2 separate regions of the Mus musculus genome follow, and region 2 is linked to region 1. A link is a contact called in public HiChIP or PLAC-seq data. All regions are on one chromosome and are shown on one strand. Each heading gives the region's core, a stretch centred on a gene start, on an enhancer-like site or on the middle of the called end of the contact. The rest is flanking DNA. Distances are from core to core; before and after follow the strand shown. Region 1 has its middle 17 kb from the start of Gm40241. Region 2 has its middle 5.0 kb from the start of Gm38545.

Evidence for each region. HiChIP or PLAC-seq counts read pairs in DNA pulled down with a chosen protein or histone mark.
Region 2: an H3K4me3 HiChIP or PLAC-seq map of embryonic basal ganglia shows a contact between it and region 1, with 6 times the contacts expected there. The contact joins two enhancer-like sites. A contact is called at or near these places in 2 of 484 Hi-C or Micro-C datasets (embryonic somatosensory cortex and neural progenitor cells), 7 of 115 datasets of contacts at active chromatin or transcription factors (astrocytes, embryonic basal ganglia, embryonic forebrain and 4 more) and 2 of 9 other capture datasets (embryonic stem cells and embryonic tail).

The regions. Positions count from the first base shown.
Region 1 is chr4:124,033,585-124,039,655 of GRCm38.p6, forward strand. No RefSeq gene overlaps it. Among named protein-coding and RNA genes, the nearest start is that of Gm40241, 17 kb to the right of the region's middle. Within about 2 kb of position 2,342, at least 39 of the 459 cell types and tissues checked have an H3K27ac peak or open chromatin away from gene starts, as enhancers often do. A contact at or near this core is called in embryonic basal ganglia and forebrain, where this site is marked.
Region 2 is chr4:124,670,184-124,676,254 of GRCm38.p6, forward strand. No RefSeq gene overlaps it. Among named protein-coding and RNA genes, the nearest start is that of Gm38545, 5.0 kb to the left of the region's middle. Within about 2 kb of position 2,463, at least 48 of the 459 cell types and tissues checked have an H3K27ac peak or open chromatin away from gene starts, as enhancers often do. A contact at or near this core is called in embryonic basal ganglia and forebrain, where this site is marked.

The sequences.
Region 1 (6,071 bases), core at 1,092-3,591:
AAAAACAACAACAATGCCCAAACCAAATATTACCACTGAGGGGCCAAGAAGAGTCTGGACAGACAGCACCCTTCTTTTAATAACACCCCTTTTGTCCAATCATGTCTCTACCATGTTCATCGAACTGAAGCATTCATCCTGGCCCTTTGAACCTTGTCTTCAATCTGAAGGGTCCTGTGTCATAGAAAAATTATGACCAAATAAATTCATGTTGATGCAAAACACAGCTTTCACCTCAAAAAGGGATCAAAGATAGTTAATTTTTTTTAGCCAAATGTGAGTGATCGTAGCTAAAGTACATGTTCTACTGTGGAAGTGGGTCCATGGCATGTGATTAGTTACAGAACAAAGAAGGTCATAAATCAAGCACATCGGTGGGGACTGCAGGGAGGAGGCTGGCAGCAGAGCAGGGGAGGCCCTGCTGTAGGTTTTGGATGCTGATTGCATCCTTAGCTTTTCAGATTGGTGAAAGCTAGTGGCCATGGCTCAGACGTGTCTTACAGGTTTTGACAGTTACGGACACAGAAGCAAAGAGTGAATGGTTCTCAAAGGCACTGAAAATAGCCCAAGGTAACTTGGCTTTTGATCTGCAGTATTCAGACCCTCCTAATCAGTTATTCAGCTTGGAGAATCGTCGGCACACATGTGCTTTATTTTGGTCTTCAGTTCCTATTTTTAAACTTTTCTGCAGTAACTTGGTGTGCTGGTTAGGTGGGGTTGGTTTTTGTTGTTGTTGTTTTTGTTTCTGTTTTTGTTTTTGTTTTTGTCAATTTGATACAAGCTAGAGTCATCTCAGAAAAGGGAACCTCATTTGAGAAAAGGTCTCCCTCATATAGGCCTGTGGGCAAGTCCACGGGTGTTGGGGGTTGGATTTTCTTGATAAATGATGGATGTGGGGGGGGCACCCCACAGTGGGTAGTGCTTTTTGGATGGGTGGTCCTGAGTTATATAAGAAAGCAGATTGGGCAAGCTGTGGAAATGGAACCAAGAAGCACCCCCACAAACACACCCAGCCCCCAGTCCCGGCTTCTGTTTCAGGTTCCTGCCCCCCTTCTCCCCCCATGGAGAGTTGTTAGATGAAATTAACCCTATCCTCCCCCTGCTGCATTTGGTCCTGGTGTTTATCACGGCAGTAGAAAGCAAAACAGAACACCTTCCTTCCCTCCCTCCCTCCCTCCCTCCTTCCTTCTTTCTGTTTTTTGTTTGTTTGTTTGCTTGCTTTCTTGTTTGTTTGTTTGGTTGGTTGGTTTGGTGGATGGAGGTTGGAGACAATATCTCACTATGTAGCCCTGACTGGCCTGGAACTCACTATATAGACCAGGACTTGAGGTCAGAGAGATCTACTTGCCTCCTGAGTGTCACCTTTATTATAGAAAAGTATCCATCTTCTTCATGACGGGGTAGGGAAGGGCTTGCCATTGCTTCTACTTCTATACACATATCAAGCTCACAGAGGAGCCTGAACTTGAACCCAGGGCTCCACACTGACAAGAGACTCTTGGTGAGTAACCTGGTTATGGATTAAGGGTAGGAGAAATTATCTTCTCTGTCCTGGTGAGGGTTCCTATTTCCATTTGAAAGTCATTCTGCTGTCAGTGCCTGGCTTACATCCCTCTCCCACTGAAGCATTTAGGAAAAATCATGTCATTCACCCACTGTCTCCCCAGCCCCGTGCAAACAGCTGAGCACGCTTCCTACAGCTGTCCAGTGCCCTGTACAAATCATCTAGCTACCATGTGTGTGTGTGTGTGTGTGTGTGTGTGTGTGTGTGTGTGTGTGTGTGTTGGCAGTAGTCGGGAATATGGAGGAGAGCAGAGAGACCCTCAGGCTCCATGCCCAGTCCCTGAGATTTCCCAGGAGAGAAACTAGCCTTCAGGCAGCCAGCCAGGAATCTCCCTCATTGCTCCAGCAAATGGGACCTGGAGGAGCCGTCCACGTCCCCACTGCTGATGGGTAGAAGGAGAGTGAGGATAAAGGGCACATTGCGGCCCCCCAGGACCCTTACCGCATCCAGAAGGAAACCCGAATATTTGTCTTATTTCCTGTGGGCCATTTGGACATATTTTCTCAGTCCAGAGAAAAGCTGCAGTGTAAACTAAGGATCCGTTCTAGGGGGCCCGTTGGCTCCTTGGAGTCTGTAATTGGGGTATTGAAAGGATACAGAAAAAAAAAGGCCCACAGAAGAGTGGGTGATCTTTTATACTTAAAGTTCCCCCCTCTATAAAAGCGACGTATTACAAACCTCTTTCTCCTCTCGAACATTTCTTGCTAAGTGCATTCTGATGCCACATTGAAACGCAAAATAGCTGGAATCAAGCAGGCTCCGAAGGCTATTTATATGCTAATCTCTATTTCCCAAGCCGAAGCAGGAACCTCGAGCTCAGAGCTGCTTCTAATGATGGCTCGGCTCTAACCTCTCTGGAAGAAAGAAAAGTATTTTCCTTAAGAAAACAACTCAGTTTCTTTAAGATGAAATGTAATTATCTATTATCAGATGTCCCTTAAAATGCAAGGCCTATTAAGGCTGCTAAAAATATTGAAGCCCTAATTTCACCATAATAGCATTTTAATTTCAGCAAATCACGCTGCTATTGTTACAGGACATTTTGTGGTAGGGATGTGGTAAGAGGTCCATCTTAGCTTTTTTTCTTAACATTTTCTCTTCTCTGAGAAGTACAATTAAATCATTGCAATCATCTAACCTTGCTCGACACAAAATTTTACTTATGAAGTGCGAAAACAATGGCCATTAGCATTTAAAAGAATTTGTTTTAAAAGTAGCTAAAGTTTAATTGCTTTAAATATTCTTGTTGGAATGTGCAGCCGCTGTTGGTTCAACGTTTGTATTAAAGAGAGACGGCGTTTAATTGATTGCTGAATTTCATTGAAAAATATTTACTTTCTTCTCGGGCAAAGTACAAAAGAGGTGTCTTGACGGACCCCCTGGAATGGTTTGAGGGGGGAAAGGGAACGATGTAAGCTGCTGGCCAGGTGACCCACCTCTGCACTGGGATGTCCCCCAACCCCCAACAGCATGTGTGTGTGTGTGTGTGTGTGTGTGTGTGTGTGTGTGTGTATGCGCACGCGCGCGCGTGCGTGCGTACAGGCCTTCTTTGTGTAGACAGCAACAAGAAAGTCTGGTCCCAGTGCAGACCCCTGAAACTTGTGTTTTCCTGGGGCCTATGAGTAAGAGCTGGAGAATGTGATGCTGGGTGGCCCATCCTGTCTGCTTCCCTTTCAATCAGGAGGGCTGGGGGGCGGGCCACTCTCTGACAGGTGTTCCTCCCACACCTGATAGTGGAAGCAGACCTCTGAGCAACTTCGATGAACTCACCCTCTCCCTTCTCTGATTGGACATTTTGGGTCACCTTCAAGAGTCTGAGTCACTGTGAGATCTCATGGGTTTTAATAGGAATTTCTAGATCAGGGATAAGGAGGTTGGGTAGGAAAGGTGGGGATAGGGGGACAAGCTTTGGATGGCAGAGGGAGAGACGATGAGAACATCGAACATGAAAATGCCATGGGCCCCAGAGGCCACCGACTAGGTTTCATGAAGGGGGTGAATCAGTTCTATTTGAAGAAGGATCGCCCCGCATCTTGTATCTTATCCACTTCTTCCTGGCTGTCATTTAATCCTCACAATGATGTAATGACAGCGGCTGCTCTCCCTGTTTTCCAAATGTGGAAACTGAGGCTGGCAGGGCTTCACTTGTTACAGCTTAGTCACCCAGTGGGATCCATCTGGTGATGTCATCGGCGCTGTATTGCCCATGTCTGCCAGGGTCTGCCTGGAGTCGCTCCCTTAATTCTTTGCAGGCCCAGAGATGGTTCAATTAGGCTACTTTCCTGGCACCTGTGGTTTGGGTCTGTCTGGACCCTCAGACACATGGAATCTGAATAGTTTAACCCAATTCTGTCCCTTGTTGGCTCCTAGTTTCCTTCCTGTAAAATGAAGACTTTGGATGACCTCGTCCTTAAGAACTCTTCTTGGACTGAATTTCTGTAGACTGAGTGCTAATCTCCACAAGAAACTAGTGCCCACTGTGAACTGGACCTGAGTGTCATTACAGAGATGGGAACACAGGGCCTGGTCTCCCGGGATGAGAGCCTGCACAGCCAGGTTCCCTGGGGCTGCCCATTTCCCTGCCTGTGTCACTCAGCTCAAGGCGGATCAGGTCACTCTGAGTGGCAGGCCTATCTGAGACAGTTCCCTGTTTCCTCTGCTTCTTTTCCTGCTCCAAGTGTTAATTCTTCTGGGAGACCTTCAGCCTCTTTGCAGCTTGTGATTCCTGAGGCTCTTGAACCTATCTCTCCCGTGGCGTCTTCTGCAGCAGAGGAGAAACAGCCTCGGTTAAATTCCTTGTTCTACTGCTGAACTGCATCTGATCTTGGAGCTTGTTCCCATATCCACATGGAGGAAATAACAGTGTCCAATTCCTCTGGTTGTGTAAGAACCAAATGAGATTGGCACAGAGCAGTCAGACCCATACCTGGCATAAGTATCGCTTGCTGATGTATTAAAGGCACTAGCTTATTCATAGACATGTGCTCCACCAGCCGCTGTGTTCTGCTGGGTCTGACACCACAAGACTGTCACCTCTATAGCTCTGTGGCCGGCACAGTGGCTGCCACATAATGGAAAACACTATATGGCTTCTTCCAAGAGCGGGTGTTCAAACCCATGTCCTGCCCCTTACTGGCTGTGGAACCCTGAGTAAGGTTCCATGGCCTCTCTGGCCTCCAGTTTCTGTCTTCTGTTAATGGATATAATTACAAGACCCCTTTTCCGTGATGGCAGACAGCTACGCTTCTACAATGAAGTCCTGGCCCAGTGGCAGTTTTTTGGAGCTCAGCCCACAAAACCTTTGAGGTTAACAAGTTCTCATTAATAACTGACACCTGCATCCCATTTTCAGATGCTTATCTCGTTCCGTCCTCACAGCAGCTCTGGGAGGGGCCTCATATCTTCTGTTTCTCTGAGATTTTACAGCTGGTAAGAGACAGGTTGCCCGACCTCCTGTGAAATCCCCCTGTCTCAACGACACCTCCTCATCTCATGACGCCAGATGGACAGGGAAAGCTTCTCAAATAGACCAAGCAGTCTTCCATAAAAGTAAGGTGTGTGTGTGTGGTGGGGGGAGGGGTTTCTTACATGCAGCATGTTATGTGGTCCGGCTAAATAGATTTCACCATGGCAGGTCCTGGAGTGACACCTTGAGCCTTAAGCTGCACTTTGCTTTTTAGACTCTTCAGGGACAGTTATAAATTTGATTATATCTGAAATAGCAGATTTCAAGTTGAAGTCCCCTTTGTCCACTCTGGAATTCAGATTTATTTCTGAGAGACCAGTGCAATTTTCTTATCTTTGTTACAAATTACTACAGTCTGGGTTAATCTCACACAGCAATAAAGCTGTTTGCCTAGGAAGCTTCTTGCAGTGTCAGAGCTGATGAATGGCTCCCTCTGGCTATAATAATTCAGTCTAGAACACTGGAGAAACACACACACACTCACACACACACACACACACACTCACACACACATACTCACACACACATACTCACACACACACTCACACACACACACACTCACACACACACACTCACACACACACTCACACACACTCACACACACACACACACACACACACACACACACACACACACACACACCTTGTGTGTACTTGCAGCTTAGATGGGAGGGTCAGCGATGCTCACCCTGAGAGAGGCCGCTGGAACTTTTGAACCTGGGAGAGCTAAGGTGCCCAGGAAGGAATAGCAGGTTCTGTAACGTAGGCAGTCCCAGCTGGAGTTTTCTGAGGGCGGCTGTGGTTCAGGTGACTATAAGAGAAGCCAGAACAGTCAGAGGGCACTGCCTGAACGGCCTTAATGAGCAGGGGGTGAGTCAGATGGTGTCAGAGTCAGAATCAGCTGTATGGAAGGGGAAGGGGGCTTGTCTGCCATTCATTTAACAGTTACTGTCACTTCAAAAAATGTAGCGTGTGCCGCTGATTAGAAAAGGCACTACTGATTTAATAAGAACCCTTCTTGGAGGACTGAGGCATGGAACGC
Region 2 (6,071 bases), core at 1,213-3,712, 640 kb after region 1:
CTCTCTCTCTCTCCCTCTCTCTCTCTCATTCAGCCCACGTGTGCTCCCTCCTCACAGTCAGCCGGACACACACGAATACATTCAGAATGCGTCCACTCTCACCCGTGGTGGAACAGAAGGCTGAAAGGAAGGTAGTGGGAGGGCAGAGTGTGTGCCCAGAGGGCAGTTCCTGGGGTCGGGTGGCAGGGTGCCCAGGGTACTGAGTGGGCAGGAGACCTCATGGCTTCCTCTCTTCTCTAGCCAGTGACCAAAGGTCAGCTCTGGCGGCTTGGCCACGTGCAGTCCACCCACAACCCTGGTCAGGTCATGTGAGACCAGGACTGAGGCTTTGTCAACACTCCATTGTCTCCCAGAGCCCAGCCTCTGTGTGTGGTAGGGGGAAAACCCTCTCCAGCCCAGGCGAGCTGGTGAATCTCCAGAGCCATAATAAGCTCCCAAAGAAATGCTTCCACTGGGGAGTCCTTCAAGCATGATGATGATGATGATGGTGGTGGTGGTGGTGATGATGATGATGATGTCATCGTCGATGCCCTACAGGACCCCATTCCTCTTTGAGACTTCACATGATCCTCAAGAAGTGGTGAGGAGGGCCCTCCCTTGGCATTGAGAGAGGGAGCAAAGGGAGGAAGGGCCTCCTTTCCTCTGTTCTCCTCGGGGCAGATATGCCATCATGTGACCCCAGCCCCCCCCCCACCTCACCCATTCCACAGATGCTCTGGGGGGAAAGAGAGAGCAAAGAAGGCTGAAATATGGCCCTGAAGGTCATCTTGCACGTCAGCATTGGGACGCGCCCCGGAGCCCCTTGTGTCCTGGCTCCCAGCCTGGACCACAACACAGGCCCCATTGACTCCTGTGTACCCTCTTTCCCAAGATGCCCACAAAGTCATGGGCTCATGGTTCCTAGCCACAGGCTCCTGAGCCCCCCAAGAAGGCCAGGGTTGGCGAGAACATAAACTGCACCTGCACAGGAGTCTCTCAAGTCCAGGCTGAAGGTCATGGCCAACCTTTAGGCTTTATCCTACCCAGTCTGAAATGGAGTCAAATGGAGACCCAGGTAGGGCACGTTCTCTGCCAGTTCTCTGCAATACAAAGTCCTATGTTTTCTTTAAAGCTAGCCCCTGACTCAGCCCTTACCACTGAAATGTAAGGCCAAACCACCCTGGTCCACTGTGTCTCTCTTACCAGGGGTGTCAGGTGAGGGAAGAGGGTTGTGCCTGGGGGAGGGGCTGGGGCTGAAGAGCTCCAGAAGGGGAGGGCTGGCCCTGCAGGATGACAGAGAGATGATTAAACCCACAGAGAAGATTGATAAGGGTGCTAAAAAGCTGCAAGTCTGCAAGGTGGGCTGGGGACAAATCTCATCTTGTCCTGGCAGTGCTCACAGTTTTGGGGGGCTGGGCCAGCCTGGCTGAGCTCATGACCCATACATACAAAGAACACTCCAGAACAGGAGGGACTAGGGGGCTAGAAGGCCACTTCCTGCTTCTCCCTCCTGGCCTCTGATGAAGGCTTCTGGAGCTCACCGAGGGACCCCTGCCCCCTTAACACCTGGGCAGTGCGTCCCTTCACCCACAGCATCTCTGCCTCAGCTCTCACTCTCGTTATTATTAGATGTGATTTACAGCGGAAGCGCTGAGTCAGACAAACCGAGATTTCCCCTAGACAGAGGCAGTGGGAGAGGAGAGTCCAGGGGAGGTGGGCAGGGTCCTCGGAGGGAGCCAGGAGCTGGGTATACCAGACTCCAACTTGTAGAATGAGCAGGGAGTTTATGTTGCTGTTTCTCCTACCTGCTCTAGGCCCAGGATCCTCACTTGGGACTCTTGGACATTCAGACCCCTTTTCTGACATCTCGCCTCACCTTTGAGCTTGTCTTGGTTGGCCTCCTTTCCTTTTACAAATTTAAGAGGAGAGCCTGGAAATGAGTCAGGACCTTGTGTCTTCAGAACGGCTCTGAAGGTGGTCCCGAGCTCCCAGAGATGGAGAGAAACAGCGGAAGGGCCCCGGCCACCCCACCCCCACTCTGCAAACAGAGACCCTAGCACCGAGTTCCGGGCAAGTGGGGGGTGTCCAAAGGCGCAACACCGCCTGCAGGAAAAGCCCACATTTCTGCTTTCACCTTGTGCAGAAGAGAGTGGTGGGCAGGTCGGTCTCTGCTCCCTGGGTCTCTGACTCCCTGGCAGGGAGGAACTGGGCATTGTTGCCAAAAATAAACGTTCCTTCTCCCGCTCCCTGGCTCCCGGCTCCCGCTCATTAGGATGCGTGGCGTTTGGCTGCGGTCCCACACCTTGCAGCTCATTATAAATATGCAGTCGCTGCTGGCGCTACCCCAATCATCTCTGCAATCAGAGCTTTTAATTAGGTTAATTAAATTGTATCAAATCTCGCAGGGACGCAGTTCACTGATGCTGATGAGGCAGCCAAAACAGACCCCGGCTCCTTGGCTAATGAAGGCCGCTGCCTGCCTGAGCAGCGAGGGGGCAGGAACGCATAATAAAGGGGTGCGTCCTCGGGGAGGAGCTGCTGCCCAGGCCCATGCTCTGGGGACCTAGGAAAGGATCTTCATCTAGCAAGTTGAGCTCTAGCGGCAGCAGTCTCCCAACCCCAGAGACTATCAGCCTCGCTGGAGAACCAACGATGCGGAGCATCAGGAACCCAGACAGGTGGGCAGTGTTAGGCCTAAGCACCTGCCACCCCAAACTACAGAGTAAACAGTGTCTTGATATCCACTGGCTCTATCTGGGAGCGCCTTACTTCTTCCACAGACTAGTTTAAAAAAAAAAAAAAAGGGGGGGGGTGCGCATGCGCACACGTGCCCGTACACACGCGAGGGGAGAGATGGGGGCGGGAGTGGGGGGGAGGAGGGAAGTTGTCCTGTCACTGCCTCCTTGGTTGTCTTATTAGCCTGTGAGGAGGCCAGGCTGAGGCTAGGAAGCCCATCCCACTGCTGGCCTAGTCTCCATCTGCCATGGAGGCCATCTGCCCCTGGCAGGGGGTAGTTTATAATGCTACCAGCCAAAGACAGGAGGGGGTGGCACCCCCTCCCCAGTCTCTACGTGCCAGATGGAGCCTGTGTTTTCCCACCTACCTCTCTACCTAAAGAGCCCTCTCTCAGGGAGAGACATTAGTCCCGGCCCTACAGGATCAAATTAGCTAAGGAAGAGAGCCGATTCCTCCCCACTCCGTCCCTCCTCACCCTGAGCTGACAGTCCCGCGCGTCCTGCACTCTACCACAGGCCATGGGAACCCATGCAAACCCGGAGCTGGAGGAACAGAAGGTCTTCCCCTAACTTTTAGCAAAATGGCAGGTGCTGCCACCTCTAGAGGGGTGGTCCCTGCCACTGCTCAGCCCTCTCCTCTGAACTCTTCAGTTCTCTGAGCAAAAGAAGGCCAAAGATGGGGACTTGTTCAGTGCTTTCAAGGTGAAGCTTGCCTGTTCTGTAGGAGCTGCTTTTTGCTTTTGGTTTGGTTTGGTTTTTGATTTTTGTTTGTTTGTTTGTGTTTTGGCTTTTGATTGTTTTTTTTTTTAAATAGAAAGGTTGTGTGGATGGGGTGTTATTTCCACTCAGTAATGTGAAAACTTGAAACCAACCCCCACCCCCACCATTTGTCACCTCAGAAAGAAGCCTTTGGGGGTAACAAAGAAAAATAAAAAGCTGTAAATTAGTCAGACTGGCTCAGGGCAAGGGAGGGGAGTACCCACCTGCCTCCAGGCACCAGGGTTTCGTTAACACTGGTGATCTGAGCGTGGCCATCAGGTGACAGACAATGAAGACCTGAGACGCCTTCCTTCCCACCTTCCTTAAATCCCCCAAAGCAGCAGCCCCCTGCCTAGATCCTCAGTTCTACTCCAGACTAGCCTCTACCTGCCGGGGACAGACTGCGGGACCTCCCAGCACCTGGGTGTTCCTCCTATGTCAGGATATGGCCATCGCCTTTTCTAGGACCATCAAGTCAGGCAGAGCAGATGGACAGGAGATGTAACTGAGACAAGACTTCCCAAAATGCCATACCAGAGGGCCTGGGGAGAGAAGGCAAAGCAGTTCCTTACTGGAGTCAGGAGCCGCGGGAGCGATGTTTCCTTTGGCCTGGCCTTCTAGGGGAGGCAGGCAGAAGTATGTACAACCAGGACTGCCTCTTCTGGGCTCCAGAGTCTCAGACTTGGGCTTTGGAAGGCTAAGGCTCTGGTCCAGGCTTTGCATATTCTAAGCCAGAGCTCTACCACCGAGTGATCCCCCAGGCCACAGACCTAAGCACACAGCCTCTATGCCTTTCCTTGTTACAACTGCACACGGTTGTTCCCGCATCCATTCTCTACAGGCCCAGAAGCCAGTGGGGACTGTGCCAGCAAGGAGGCCCCATGACCTGGCTGGCTAGAGAGTGCACCGTCTAACCCCAGAAGGCAGCTGCAAAAAGCCAAGAAACCTGCCAGCTCAGCCTCAGACAGCCCACCCCCAGCCCTCCGTTCATCGGCAGTTTGGGCCCAGGGTTCTCACCCCAGGCTCAGTACACCCTTCCCAGTGCTCTGTGCATGAGGCTTTGGGAACTGGCAAGCCAAGATAGCTTTGGGAGGAAGAGAGAGCCCAGAACCACACACCTACTCGCCTCATGGTTTCAAGTCCTGGCAGGCCCTGGCCTGGCAGGCCCTGGCCTAGCCGGCCTCCGCTGTCATGCCGAGCAAACAGTCTGCACACGGCTTTCCCCGATGAAGGACGTGCGGCTTTGGTTGTTCAGTGACCCACAGCCAGCAGCACCGGGAGACAGCAAGCCACAAGTCAACCTCTCAGAACTTCACAAAAGGAAAAACCCCTACCACATCCCGGTGGACCGATCACTGGGAAACCTGAGGCTTTGGGAAAGACCCTAATGGTCCCTACAGGATCCTCATTAAAAGTGAGAAAGCCACGATACATTCAAACTAAAAGGAAAGATCTTTTTCATGGAGTGCTCTTCCGTGGCATTAAATTCAATAAACAAATCCATACTCAGCATCTCTGGGGGACAAGGAGGTTCTGGGAGAAACTCGCTGTTAACCAGCCCAGCAGAGAGGCAGCAGCGCCACCTGCTGGGCTCTTTCCCACCCACCACTTTTCTTTTCTCTCTCTCTCTTTTTTTTTTTTTTTTTTTGGAGACAGGGTTTCTCTTCTCTGTGTAGCCCTGGCTGTCCTGGAATTCACTCTGTAGACCAGGCTTGCCTGAATTCAGAAATCTGCCTGCCTCTGCCTCCCAAGTGCTGGAACTAAAGGCATGCAGCATCACTGCCCAGCCAATTCTTTTCTTATATCAAAAAAATAAAACAAGGCCTTGACTCGGACCCTCAAATGTGGCTATAAGCTGACTGGTCTGGCCTCAGGGGCTCTCTCTTGGGAGGATCTGCAAGTTCTACAGGCTTCAGGTGGCTGCTGCTTTAAAGACTTATTTTAGCTTACGCCAACATGAACCAAACAGGGATACTGAGTCACAGAAACGCTCTCCACTTCCACATGCTGCCCCAGCCCTATGGCACAGCCAGTATGGTGTGCCACATCAACAGGCCAAACCACCCCAAGCCTAAGAAAGCGGTCACAAAGAAAACAAACTGTCTCCTGTTCCCAGCCAGTCTGTCGACCTGCCTAAAGGCTGTGGTCTACTCTAAGAATGCATGGGGCTGGAGCCTGGGATGGGTTAGTAACAAGGGACCACCAATCTCTCTCCCCTTAAGAACTCTTCACATGGTGGCTTATAACTGTAATTCCAACACTTGTGAGGAGGCAGAATAACAAAAGCTTGAAAGCAGCTCAGGCTAGCACGAAGCCACGTTAAAAAATAAAAGCAAGGGACTGGAGAGGTGGCTCAACAGTTAAGAGCACTTGCTACTCTTGCAAGAGAATCCTCGGGCCCCAGAGACAGCCACCAAGGATCTACCTAGTCTTGTTCCTCTGACTCTGACTACCTCCAGCCTGGAAACTACTTCAAACACATTGGGTGTTGTGGTCCCTTTGGACTGAGCACAAGCCCCTTCAAGCATCTCCGCTGGTGTGTGTGCGTGTGCCCAGAGGGAGGGTGCGTGGATGTGTCTATACCTGTTTCTGAAGCCC